Linked DNA regions of Urocitellus parryii: region 2 is linked to region 1. Evidence: chromatin contacts called from public Hi-C data. All regions are on one chromosome and are shown on one strand. Each heading gives the region's core, a stretch centred on a gene start, on an enhancer-like site or on the middle of the called end of the contact. The rest is flanking DNA. Distances are from core to core; before and after follow the strand shown.

What was found. Hi-C and Micro-C count contacts between places; a contact is called where the count stands out from the background.
Region 2: a Hi-C map of muscle shows a contact between it and region 1, with 4 times the contacts expected there. The contact joins the promoter of Slc16a11 here to the promoter of Ybx2 in region 1. A contact is called at or near these places in 2 of 2 Hi-C or Micro-C datasets (liver and muscle).

Annotation. Positions count from the first base shown.
Region 1 is chr7:130,004,840-130,010,509 of mUroPar1.hap1, reverse strand. Ybx2 (Y-box binding protein 2) reads right to left here and starts at 3,263. Exons shown (of 9, transcript XM_026390459.2): 1 at 2,962-3,263; 2 at 2,200-2,263; 3 at 818-851. The coding sequence starts at 3,241.
Region 2 is chr7:130,277,088-130,282,757 of mUroPar1.hap1, reverse strand. Slc16a11 (solute carrier family 16 member 11) reads right to left here and starts at 2,231. Exons shown (of 5, transcript XM_026382278.2): 1 at 2,160-2,231; 2 at 1,368-1,575; 3 at 960-1,103; 4 at 17-784. The coding sequence starts at 1,569.

The DNA.
Region 1 (5,670 bases), core at 2,014-4,513:
GGTCAAAGTTTAGTAGGGGAGGGGCTGGGGTGTAGCTTAGTGGTAGAATGCATGCTTAGCATGTGAAAGGCCCTGGATTCTATACCTGGCATTGAAAGAAAGAAAGAAAAATTTAGTAGGGGAAAAGTCAAACTAGGAGCCTGGGGATCCACTGAGAAGTTATCACTTTCCCCAGGATACTCTCTCCCTTCCCTCCTATACCCCTCAGGGACTTCAAAAAGGGAGGCAAGAAAGAGGAAATCAAAAGCAAAACAAAAAGCAGAGACAGTCTTAAATTGCAAAATGGGTAAAACATACTGTGCTTCTTACCTCAATCCCAGAGAGCTCTTTACACCAAGGCAGTGGTTCTCAAACTAGCGAGCAGCAGAATCACCTGGGAGCTTGTTAAAACGGTGCCCAACCCCAAGATCTGACTGATTCGGTAGCTTGGGGCGGGGCCTGAGAATTTGGATATCAGGTGATGCTGCTGGTGGTGCCAGGACCATACTTTGAGAACCACTGCACCCAAGTCTCTTGGACCTGAGTTCTTTCCCTTGGAAAACTGCCTGATTCCTTCCTGTGGTGTTAACAGGTCCCAGTAGGTGGAGAGCATGTAGTGCCCAGAGGGCAAAACACACTGACAGCCGTTCAGTAACCCAACACAATTGGGGCTAATGGTTGATACAAGCACCTGAGGCAGATGGGAGAGTGGCTATTTCCACGTGGGCAGTGGCTATTTCCACGTTGAGGAGCTGGAGAAGGACTGTAGCTAAGGGTTATGGGAAAGGCCTTCAAAGAGAGGGCCGGTTCCTCCCCTCAGAAAGCCAACCTAGCTTACCTGGTGAACAAAGACATCCTCCTTGGTGTCATTCCTGCAGAACAGGATGGGTCGTTAAGGGGGTGATTTTAATAAGACACTCAGTTCCACTAAGGCCTCCCTAGCTGTCCATTCCTAAGATTGGTGGCCCATCCTCTTCAGATTTCAGTTACTTGGAGCATAGACAGGACCCCCAAAAGCTGGTATAGAGAGGTACACCTAAAACCTCAGTGAAAATCCTGGTCTTCATGAGACAGGAATGGAAGAGAAGGCAAAGGCACCTTGAAAGAGCTGGGACAGCTCTTTACCTACAGAGTGCTCCACCTTCTACCCTAGGGCACCTTAGAACCTGCTGGTGCAGGCTATAACTGTTTCTGGCCAACCCCCCACCCCCAGTCCCTACTGGGACTGGAAAATTCCACTATCTCCTTTTTACTTCCAAGGAGCAGGCCAGAGGTGCAGAATGACTTTGGGAAGGGGACAAGGTGTCAGGAACTTGTTCCAAACAGCCACAAAACCTTATGTTCATACTCAGCCTGGAAGTAAATCCACAGTCTGGTTCCCTCTCAACATACAGAGGGACCAAGGATGAGAGAAAAGAATATCCATTCTCTATCATTACCTTGCCTACAATCCTAGTTTATCCTAGAACCCTGTAGGATGAGGGAGAGGAGAAGGACTCTTCACAGGAGCCTGCCTTCACCAGAACAAATGTTCCAGCTTTAAAAGCACTTGGATCTGCACAAAGGTCAGCCTGCTAAGAGGGAACTAAGGCCTCCCAGGAGGGCTTGGCTGGGCAGGGTGCCCGGGCTGGGGAAGGCTGCACTTGGGGGCTCTGCTCAGAATCCACCACTACAGCCTCTCCCAGGCTGGAAGGGGAGGGGCTGCCAAGAGAAGAGAAGCAACAATCTCCGGCTGGACTACCTCCTTCCTCCCTCCCCCTACAGCCAGTCTCAGTCCCATCAGGTGGGGGATTCAAATGAGTCACAGCTCTTTAAGGGAGACGAGTCGTGAGGGTGCCTCAAGTGCTTCCCTTAACAGGAAATCAGTGAAGATTCTAGCCCAGAGCCCTGAGGTAGAGAGAGCGCCATAATTCCACCCCCAAAGTACAGCAAACTAAAAATAATGAAAATTCCTGAAGGTGAGACAGAAGCTAGGAAGGTCAGAACCAGGTTTGCCAAGTTCCTGGATCATTAATCCTCTGCTTGCCCTTGAAGATGTGGAGGAGGCTTCATCTTGCCACTAAGCACACGTTTGTGCTGTGGTTAAAGACTCAACCAGCGTCAGCTGGACATTGCAACCATGTGCCTTGGCAGGGGTAGAGATGAGGTTGGGAAGGTGTCCAGTCCCACAGACCAGTTCGAAGACACCCATTCCACCCTCTCCCTGGGTTCCTCGGATACCTGTTGATGAATCCGTAACCATTCCGGACGTTGAACCATTTGACAGTGCCCAGGACTTGGATTGCTGCCAGGCAGAGATGCAGTGGGGATAGTAAGTGGGGGGAAGAGATGGAGTTGGACTGAGTTTTGAGACACTCCAAAAAAATCTAACCTGCCTTCCTATTAAGCTTATTTTCAAGACAACTAGGTTTCACTATTAGCTTTAAGGTATTCTTATCCCAATTCCACCAAATTGAATCATCCACACAGGAGGCTTAAGCTTTCAAAACCCAACTCTAGGGCATGTTCCTCTCATGCTATATAATTCCAGGTCCTTCACCTAGAACCGGTACTCACCTGATCCACTGAGTGCCACCCTCAGGTTATAACTCAAGAGCTTTTCTAGCCCTCCCAATGTAAGGGTCCCCAGTGCACCTGCTTCCCAAGTCAGAGTTTACCCCATGCTAACGAAGTCAACTGGGCCAAGCCTCCCGCCCCAGAGGCGTGGTCGAAATCAGGGTTTATTCTCCACCCCAAGGCCTTGGCTGAACCTGCTAGCCCTGGCTCTGCTCTGCCCCACCCCTACCCCCACCCCCACCCCCGGAAGGCATAGCAAGATTTCCCTCCAGGGGAATCCACTTTGGTCCGCAGTTCCCAGCTCAGGCCCATGGGCCTCGGGGCCAAGCCCATCTTCGGCTCTCTAGACCCTGTCAGGCCCCACGCTGCCCCTCCCCCAGTCCGCCTACCCCTTAGAGCCGCCCTGGCGCGTGCGCCCCCCCTCACCCAGCACCGGCTTGTCCGCCTGACTCCGAGCCGGGGGCGCGGGGGTCCCCGAGGCCGCCGTCACCGGGTTGCCAGGGGTGCGTGAGCCTGGCGCCGAGGGGGTCCCAGCAGCGGGGCCAGAGGCGGCTCCGCCCCCGCCGCCGCTGCCCGCCCCGCCGCCTGCTTTCTGCGGCTCTCCCGCGGGCACCGGTACCACCACCGCTACCACCCCTGCCGCCGTCGCGGGCACCGTCGCCGCGGGGGCCGCTGTCGCCACCACTGCCGCCTCCACCTCGCTCATCCCGCCGGGTCCAGTACCGGCCCCCGCCGCCACCTCCTCCTCCTCCTCCGCCGCCACCGCCACCGCCCCGGCCCCTCCCCCCGGCTCGCGGACCCGCCGCCCCGCTCGGTCCTCGCGCCCCGAGCCTCGCCCGCACGGCGGCAGCGGGCCCTGAGCCCAGGCCAATAGCAGCCGGCTGCCGCGGCGCGCGCAAGCCCCGCCTCCCGACCACAGGCCAATCCTAGTCGCGCAGCCCCCCGACCCTCACACCAGCCCCGCCTCCTGGACTTCGCACCGAGGCGGAGGCCCCCGCCCGCTGCCCCGTAAGTACACCTGGGCCCCGCCCCTCTTGCGCCACGTGACCTCTCCCAGCTCAGCCCATTGGCTGACAGCTATTTTCCCCTCCCCCCTCCGCCCCTTTCCACCGGCCGCGGGAAATCAAACGGGCTGGTTGCGCCCCCAACCGCCACCTGGCCTCTGCGCGAAAGGCGGGGCCGGGGGCGCTGCTCCGAAGGTTGCCCCTGACGACCTAGGTGGAGCGCGGCTGTCAGCAGCCTTAGGTCGGGCGGTGAGAGGCACTGCTAGCCCTCAACCTCTAGACCGACCTAGCCCAGACCCTGGCAGGCGTAGACGCCTTCTCCGGGACACCACCGTTGATTCATTCTCCTTAGAGGATGTCCCGGCACATGGGGCGACTGTATCTGCTCGCAGGGCAGGCTGGAAAGCACCGCAAAACGATTTAACCAACTCAACAGTTGTTTTCTGGGCCCCTCGTTTTTATTTTGTTTTTGAGACAAAGGGTACATGTAGCACACAAAGCAGTTTTGCTGAGTTTTGATATGTCTATCCATGTAGGCAACACCCTAACCAAGATATGTTTTCCTTGCCCCAGGAAGTTCCCTGGAGCCTCTTCCAGGTAATTCCAGCATCTTCACCGGTCACAATTCTAATGTCTCCCACCGTATTTCTCTCACGTCTATGTATGGGGTGCTGAAGTGTCTGGTTTTGGCACATGCAGTTTCCTCTGCTTCCAATGCGCTCCCCCACCCCGTGTCTGTTAGAGTGGCTCTCTTCAAATATCAGCGTACATATCACGCCTCACTATCACATCATACATTATTTTTAATGCACTTTTGAAAATATGAAATGATCCTATTTGCTTATTAATTCTACTCCAACCCTACGCACATACGCTAGTGCACAATGCTCAATATTTATTGAATAAATAAATGATCCCCAATTCACAAATGAGTAGACAGATGACTGGTGCGCAGCTGTCTCAGGTTTCTTGAAGCCCGAGAAGTCCGTCCTAGGAGCCGCAATCTCCCTCCCTAAATAATGAGGCTCTAGAAGTCGCTCCTCCAGAACGCCCACCCGGAAGGACGCGAGTCTCGCTGGGCAGGGCGTATTTTTGGTTAGGGCAGCGGGTCCCAGAGCAAGACACATGCCTCCACGCGCATCTCGTTCTGCCCCAAGTCTGCTTCCCCAGTGCTAGGCGTATTGGCTAGGGCCCGCGTCCCGCAGCCGCCGCAGCCACAGCCTCTCCCGATCCCGGCGCGCCCTCTGCCGGCCGGTCTTAAAGGCTGCCAAATAGCGCTTCTTTGGCGGTCCACCAGCTACTAGCCTACCTGATTGATGCACACCACCCATCCCGCCAGATGATTCGATTTCCAGGGCATTGGGCACAGTGGACAGAAAAAGAGAAAAGATAAGCAAACGACTACATCGCAAGGCGAGGCGGTGAAGGATACAGAAATGACCACCCCTTCCTCAAACATGTTAAGGACCAGTTTATCTGTGGTAAGCCCTGAGCTTAAGGGAAGCTGAGACCAAGACTGGGGAAAGCAAGCAAGATACCTCATGGGGTGACCTCTGCAGCAAAGAATCACATGGGAAATACACGGAGTTCATTTGAAAGGTAAGATGAAAGGAAGCTCAGATGAAGGGAGTGTGTGTCTTTACTTTCGTAGTGAAATTAAGAAAAAGTCAGGAAAGCAGAGGCATGGGGTATTGCAGGGAAAAGTACCCTTGGCAGACAAACTCGAATACAACATTCATACTGAATAGAGGAAAAACTGAAAGCTTTTCCTCTAAAACCAGAAACAAGGCAAGGTTGTCCACTCTCACCAGTTCTATTCAATGTAGTTCTTGAAACTAGCCAGAGCAATCAGTCACAATGAGAAGGAAAATAAAGGGATACAAATAGGAAAAAAAGAAGTCAAACTATCACTTTTTGTTGATGATAAGATCCTTTATCTAGAAGACCCCCAAAATTCGACCAGAAGACTCCTAGAGCCAATAAATGAATTTAGCAAAGTCAAAGGATACAAGATAAACAATCATAGATCAATAACTTTTCTACATTCCAACAGCAATTCAGCTGAGAAGAAATCAGGGAAATTATCCCTTTTGCAATATTCTCAAAAAAGCTGGGGGGTGGTTAATCTAAC
Region 2 (5,670 bases), core at 982-3,481, 270 kb before region 1:
TGGTTCAGGCCCTTACCTGACAGGGGAGGGCCCAGGAGTCCCCCGAGGCTCATCAGCATCATCACCAGCCCAGTGGCCTGCACCACACCTCCGATGCCCACCAGCCCCGGGAGCACACCAAAAACTAGGGGGGCATAACTTCCAGCGCTAAGTCCGTAGGTCCCAGCTGCAGCCAGCAGGGGGCCCCCCCAGTCGTCTTCGCTCCCCACCGCCGGCACCAGTCCCACTGCCAGCAGCCCCAGCCCTGTCAGAGCTCCAAACAGTGCCAGCAGCCGCGGAAGGGGCACCCAGCCCTGGTCCGCCAGACACCCACAGACCAGTCGGGCACCCGAATCCCCCACTGCAGCCACGGCCACCACCAGAGCTGCCCCGTATCCCCCCAGGCCTCGGTCTAAAGCGTGTGGGGCCAAGTGCACGTAGGGGACGAAGTACCCACCCCCAATCAGAGCTGTACCCAGAGCAAAAACTGAGAAGGCCCGATGCTTGAAGAGACCCAAGCCGAGGGCAGCTAGAGGGTTGAGGGGTGGAGCCTTGGGGTCGCCAGGGAGGGACAGGGGTCGCAGCAGGGCGCCACAAGGGGTGAGGTGGAATGTGACAGCGCCAAGGAGGAGCAGAGCGCCCCTCCAGCCGAATGTGTCAAGGAGGAGCTGCAAGGCAGGCGCCAGAAACAGGGAGGAAACCCCGTTGCCAGTGAGTGCTAGTCCCACAGCCAAGACCCGACGGCGAGAGAAGTAACGGGAGAGGGTACCGAGGGCAGGGGCAAACACCAGAGCCCAGCCAGCGCCTGCGAATAGATAAAGTGAGATTAAGGCAGGTTCCAGGGATGCCTGCCCCAGCATTCCCAGCCGTGCTTCTTGCAGAAGCCCCCCCCCCACCTCATTCGTTATCCCAATTCCCAAGAAAGTCCTATCCCCACCATCACCCCTGATCATCACCCCGGGTCATGCCACTCCCCTCACCAGCGAGGAGGCCCAGGCCGAGGTAGAGGTGCAGCAGACTTCGGGCGAAAGCCGATAAGACGAAACCCAGCGAAGTAAGGACTCCCCCAACCATCACCACCGGGCGCGCCCCCCAACGTGTGCTCAGAGCGCTGCCCACTGGGCCTAAAAGGGGTCGAAATCAACGGAAGACACGCTCCTGGACCCCCAAACTCTCTCCAACACTTCTCATTGGCTATTTGCTTGGCCTCAAACTCCTCCCTGGGTCTAATAGCTCCTCCCCTTGACCTCAAGTCCCACTCTTCTAGAACTTGGTTTCCATAATCAGTCGCTCATTCTCAAGTTGTCTAGTAATTAATTGGATCTCCCATCACTATACTCACAGTTCCTATACCCTCTTCCCACCCCCCACCTTGGGCCCTCCCTCACTGGCTGCTTGCTGCATGGCCAAGGCCAGGGCGCTGACCCACGCAGTGTCCTGGGCGCTTCGGTCAAAATGCTCGGCGAGGTCAGGGAGAGCAAGGCCCAGGGAGCGTAAGAGCCCGTAGGAGAGCCCATTCACCGCGAAGGCCGAAAACGCCACCACCCAGCCCCAGCCCCCGTCCGGGGGTCCAGGCGGCTCGGGGGTCATCACCGTCTGTAGGGGTGGGGAAACAACTGTGAGCGAGGTCTCCGCTCCTGAGCGTCCTCTTAGGAGCTAGCATTCCTGAGATCCGTTCTCCGGCTGCTCTCCCAGGGTGGGCACGTCACCCAGAGCGTGGGTGAGGGAAACAGGCCTAGGGACAGAACTCCTGGGTGCTCGAAGGGAACCGGGTTGGGGAACAGCTGGATCCCCCAAGCCGCGGGCGCTCCCTCCCACACACACCCTTTCGCCTTACCCGACCTCTCTAGGCTGTGGGGGGAGGGGAAGCTCGACCGGGTTTTCTCCCCGCTTCCCGGGCGGGCGGGGCCCCGGAATGGAGCGACTGCAGAGATGGAGCCCAACTTGGACAGGTCCTCTCCGTAAACAGAGATCACCACAGGGGCCTGAGCCACCTGGGACGCGGGAGGGGTACCGAGGGCGGGGGCAGGCTGAGACTGTCAGCCAATCCGCCGAGCCGCGGGTGAGGCCAGACGCTGAGTCCCACGGGGATTGAATTATCCACACACAACCCCCAGCCCCCGGTAGGGAGCGGCCAGGAATAGATGTCGCCTCGCCCCGCCCCGCTCACGCCCACGCACCTGCCACCAGCTGCGCACAGAGGAGACGCGTGGATTGCAAATCCTTCGCAAAACCAGGGGCAGCTGATCACATGTGAAAAGAGGGATGGTCCCCGGAGCCTAAGGAAACGAGTAGTTCTGTTCACCCAAACGTTGCTGAGGATCCAGTAAATCTAGGATATCACATTGACCTCCAGTGGGTGCCTGCTTTGTGCTCAACAAGGGCATGCCCTCAAGGAGGAAGAGAAAGGAGAGGACTCCCTAAGATGAGGTCCAATGGTATGCAGTGCACTTTTTACATGTTATCGTTTCATCCTTACAATAACCCTATGAAAAAACTGCCATCCCCGTTTTACTGTTGCAGTAACTGAGGCTCAGAGAGGTTAGGTGATTAGTCCCAAATCACTCAACTAAAAAAGAAAAAAAACGGGGGGGGGGGAGGAGGAATATTTTAATTTGGATCTGTCTAAATTGTGGGACCATACGAGAAGAACAGACCTAGAAGTGAAACAGAACCTGCCACGGTTGAGAGAAATATCCTGAGAAATAATTTGATGCAAATTACCCTGGAAAGAGCAGAACCTTCGCAGGGCCAGAGAATTTATGATTCTAACATAAGGGAGTCTGAGAATAGAAGAGATCTTTGCCTTCAGGAGCTCTAAAGAAAGACAGCCTAGGATTTTAAAATCAAAGAGATGAGAGAATTGAGCCCAACTATTTGATTTCTTGAAAAACTATACAATAAGCATCCTTTTTTAACAGGTCAGGGTTGTATTACTTCAGCTGTTTGAATCAAAAGATGTGTTCTTTGGTTTAATTATTAAACAATACCATTGAAAATTCAGCAACTTGTAGATTGTAGCCTGCATCAACCGATAACCACATGGTGGCAGTGTTTCCTAATTGCTGAGAAAGTGCCTGTAAGGAAAAGAAAAACAACTGTCTTAAGTTGTGAGACTGTAAACCTTAAAAAACCAGAATGACCTTCAACGACTCTCCATTGCTAATTCCTCTATTTTATGTATAAGACTCTTCATAATAATCAAAGGTGTATCTGTCTAAGCTACCTTCCCATTACAGATCCCTCCTCAAGCCTTACTTGCTCCCACCTGCCCTTAGCTACTTACCTTCTCCACCGACATGCCTAGCCTTTTCTCACTTCTGGCTTTTGGCATATGTCATGCATCTGTTTGAAATGTTCTGAATGGGGTACAAGAGTCTATGAAGGTTTAAAGTCCTGCCACAGACACCTTGGGAAAGTGGCCCCACCGGTTTTCCCAGCTGGTGGGAGTGCTGTTATAAAAGCCACCAGGGTGGTGGAGCCTGCAAGTCCTCAAGCCACCTAGGAGAGCAGAAAGCACTGCTTCCTAAGAAGGTTTGTGAGGACTCTACTGTAAGATAAATGAAACCAATTGAAACAGTCGTCTCCTGTGGTGAAGTAGAAAGAAGACTGGGACCTCTGAGTCTGGGAGGAAAGCTAAGCACTTAAGTATGATGCTTATGAACTCAGAAGGGCATCCCAGAACCTGGAAGTGGGGTGATTTGTTATGAAAAGGCACATTCCCCTTCTACCTCACATTTCCTATATTCTTAGCTGAAATTACTGCCTGTTGCTCATGGAGGTAATTTATATAGCACAGAAATTGAAAGAGTGGAGCCCTAACTTAGATGTTCTGGGTTCGAATACTGTTCTACCATTTCTCAGTTATTTGGTTGTAAGCATGTTGCTCTACAACAACGTGCTGGTTTTCTCATTTCTAAAAAGGGCATAATAATAGAAGCTACCTAATAGGGTTGTTATGAAAATTAAATGAGGGCTGGGGGTCTAGCTCAGTGGCAGGGCACTTGCCTAGCAGGTGCAAGGTCCTGAGTTCAGTCCTCAGTCTCTCTCTCTCTCTCTCTCTCTCTCTCTCTCTCTCTCTCTCTCTCACACACATAAAATTCAATGAAGATTAAATGAGTCACTGTATGTACATGTATAAGTAAGTGACATGGTCCTTGAATATATGTTAGTCCCCAGTGCTGCTGCTGGGACTCAGGGGAGCTAGGTTAGGCTCTCCTGGTACTCCTGCCCGTTTCTCCACCTGGCTGCTTCCACCACTGGTCAAGGAACCCCATTAGTCTGGTGAGTTCTCAATAGAATCATGTGAGTTATAAAATGTGAATATCTATTAAGAGATTAAGTAGAAATTTTTGTTCTTTTTCTTTGAGGCGTTTTGTTTAGTGTTTCCCAAAGTTTATGAGAAAATGGTGGTCTCCTTATTACGACTCTATAAAAAAAAAAGAAAGGAAGAGTAAAAAAGAAAAGTCTTACTTATTATTTTACACCAAATATTTATAGACACCTCTCATGCCTGGCACAGTGCTTAAAACTGGGAAGACACACACACACACACACACACACATATATATGATACATTCTCTCTTCCCACAGCTGCCAAATCAAATCAGAGAAACAGTCACATAAAGAAAAGAAATGCCAGCACCAGGAGAGGGACATAGACATGCAGAGTGGTGCATGGGAGGAACTGACTCACTCAGCTTGGGCCTGCTGGGAGGCCTCACAGAAGAGGAGCCCTTGAGTTGGGTATTGAAGGATGAGTAGGAGTTTGCCAGATGGATGAGTGGGTAAGGGCATCCCAGGCCAAGGGAGCAGCCTGTGGAAAATCACAAAGGCATGAAGTAGCTTGGCACATTGTTTATTGTTTGGGGAGCTGTAAATAGCTGCTGTGTAGAGAACAGACAGTGTGTAGGAGAAAAATGTTGGATGGAGATACCTCTGTTGGGCAGAGGTCCTCTCTAAAAGGCCTTGAAGGCCAAATAAAAGAATTTAAATGTTTTTTTTAACTGCTACTTCCCACAAATTTGCACAGAAGTAGCACTCACAAGTATTGAACACTGGATGCAGAAGAGAGAGGACTTAGCTACAGTTGGAGGCAAAAGAGAACCTCAGTGACAAGACTTTTGTGTGGGGGAAATTTCTTTGTTTTTTTAATTTTTTTTTATTTTAATTTTTTTTTTATTGGTCGTTCATAACATTACATAGTTCTTAATACATCATATGAGGGGAAATTTCTTTGAAATATCTTGTTTTATGTTAAAAAATTCATGTGGTATTTTGCATTTGACTTTATAATAATCTTTGATGCATGTTTTCATAGGAAAAATCATGCTCTAAATGACTAGATAAATTTACTATTTTCTCCTTAAGTCTTCAAGCAAAGATATAATGCTCCGGGAAGATGTACATACTTGTTCCAAGATTTCAATTCTCCTGCACTCCTAATCTACCTTGTTAACCTCCATCAGAAAATTTCTAGTCGGCAGTGAAATTGCTCATTTTTGTCCTCTGGTTTTCATTCCTATGTCATTCCTACACCATGAGGCCCTGGAGGGGCCTTATATAAATTATAATTTTATTTATATAAATTATAAATCTCTGGATCTCTTTCACATCCAAAGATAAAATTGTTAAGTGATCATTGTTGAATGGTTTAACAAAGGTGAGTGATAAATTGTTGGATGAGAGACA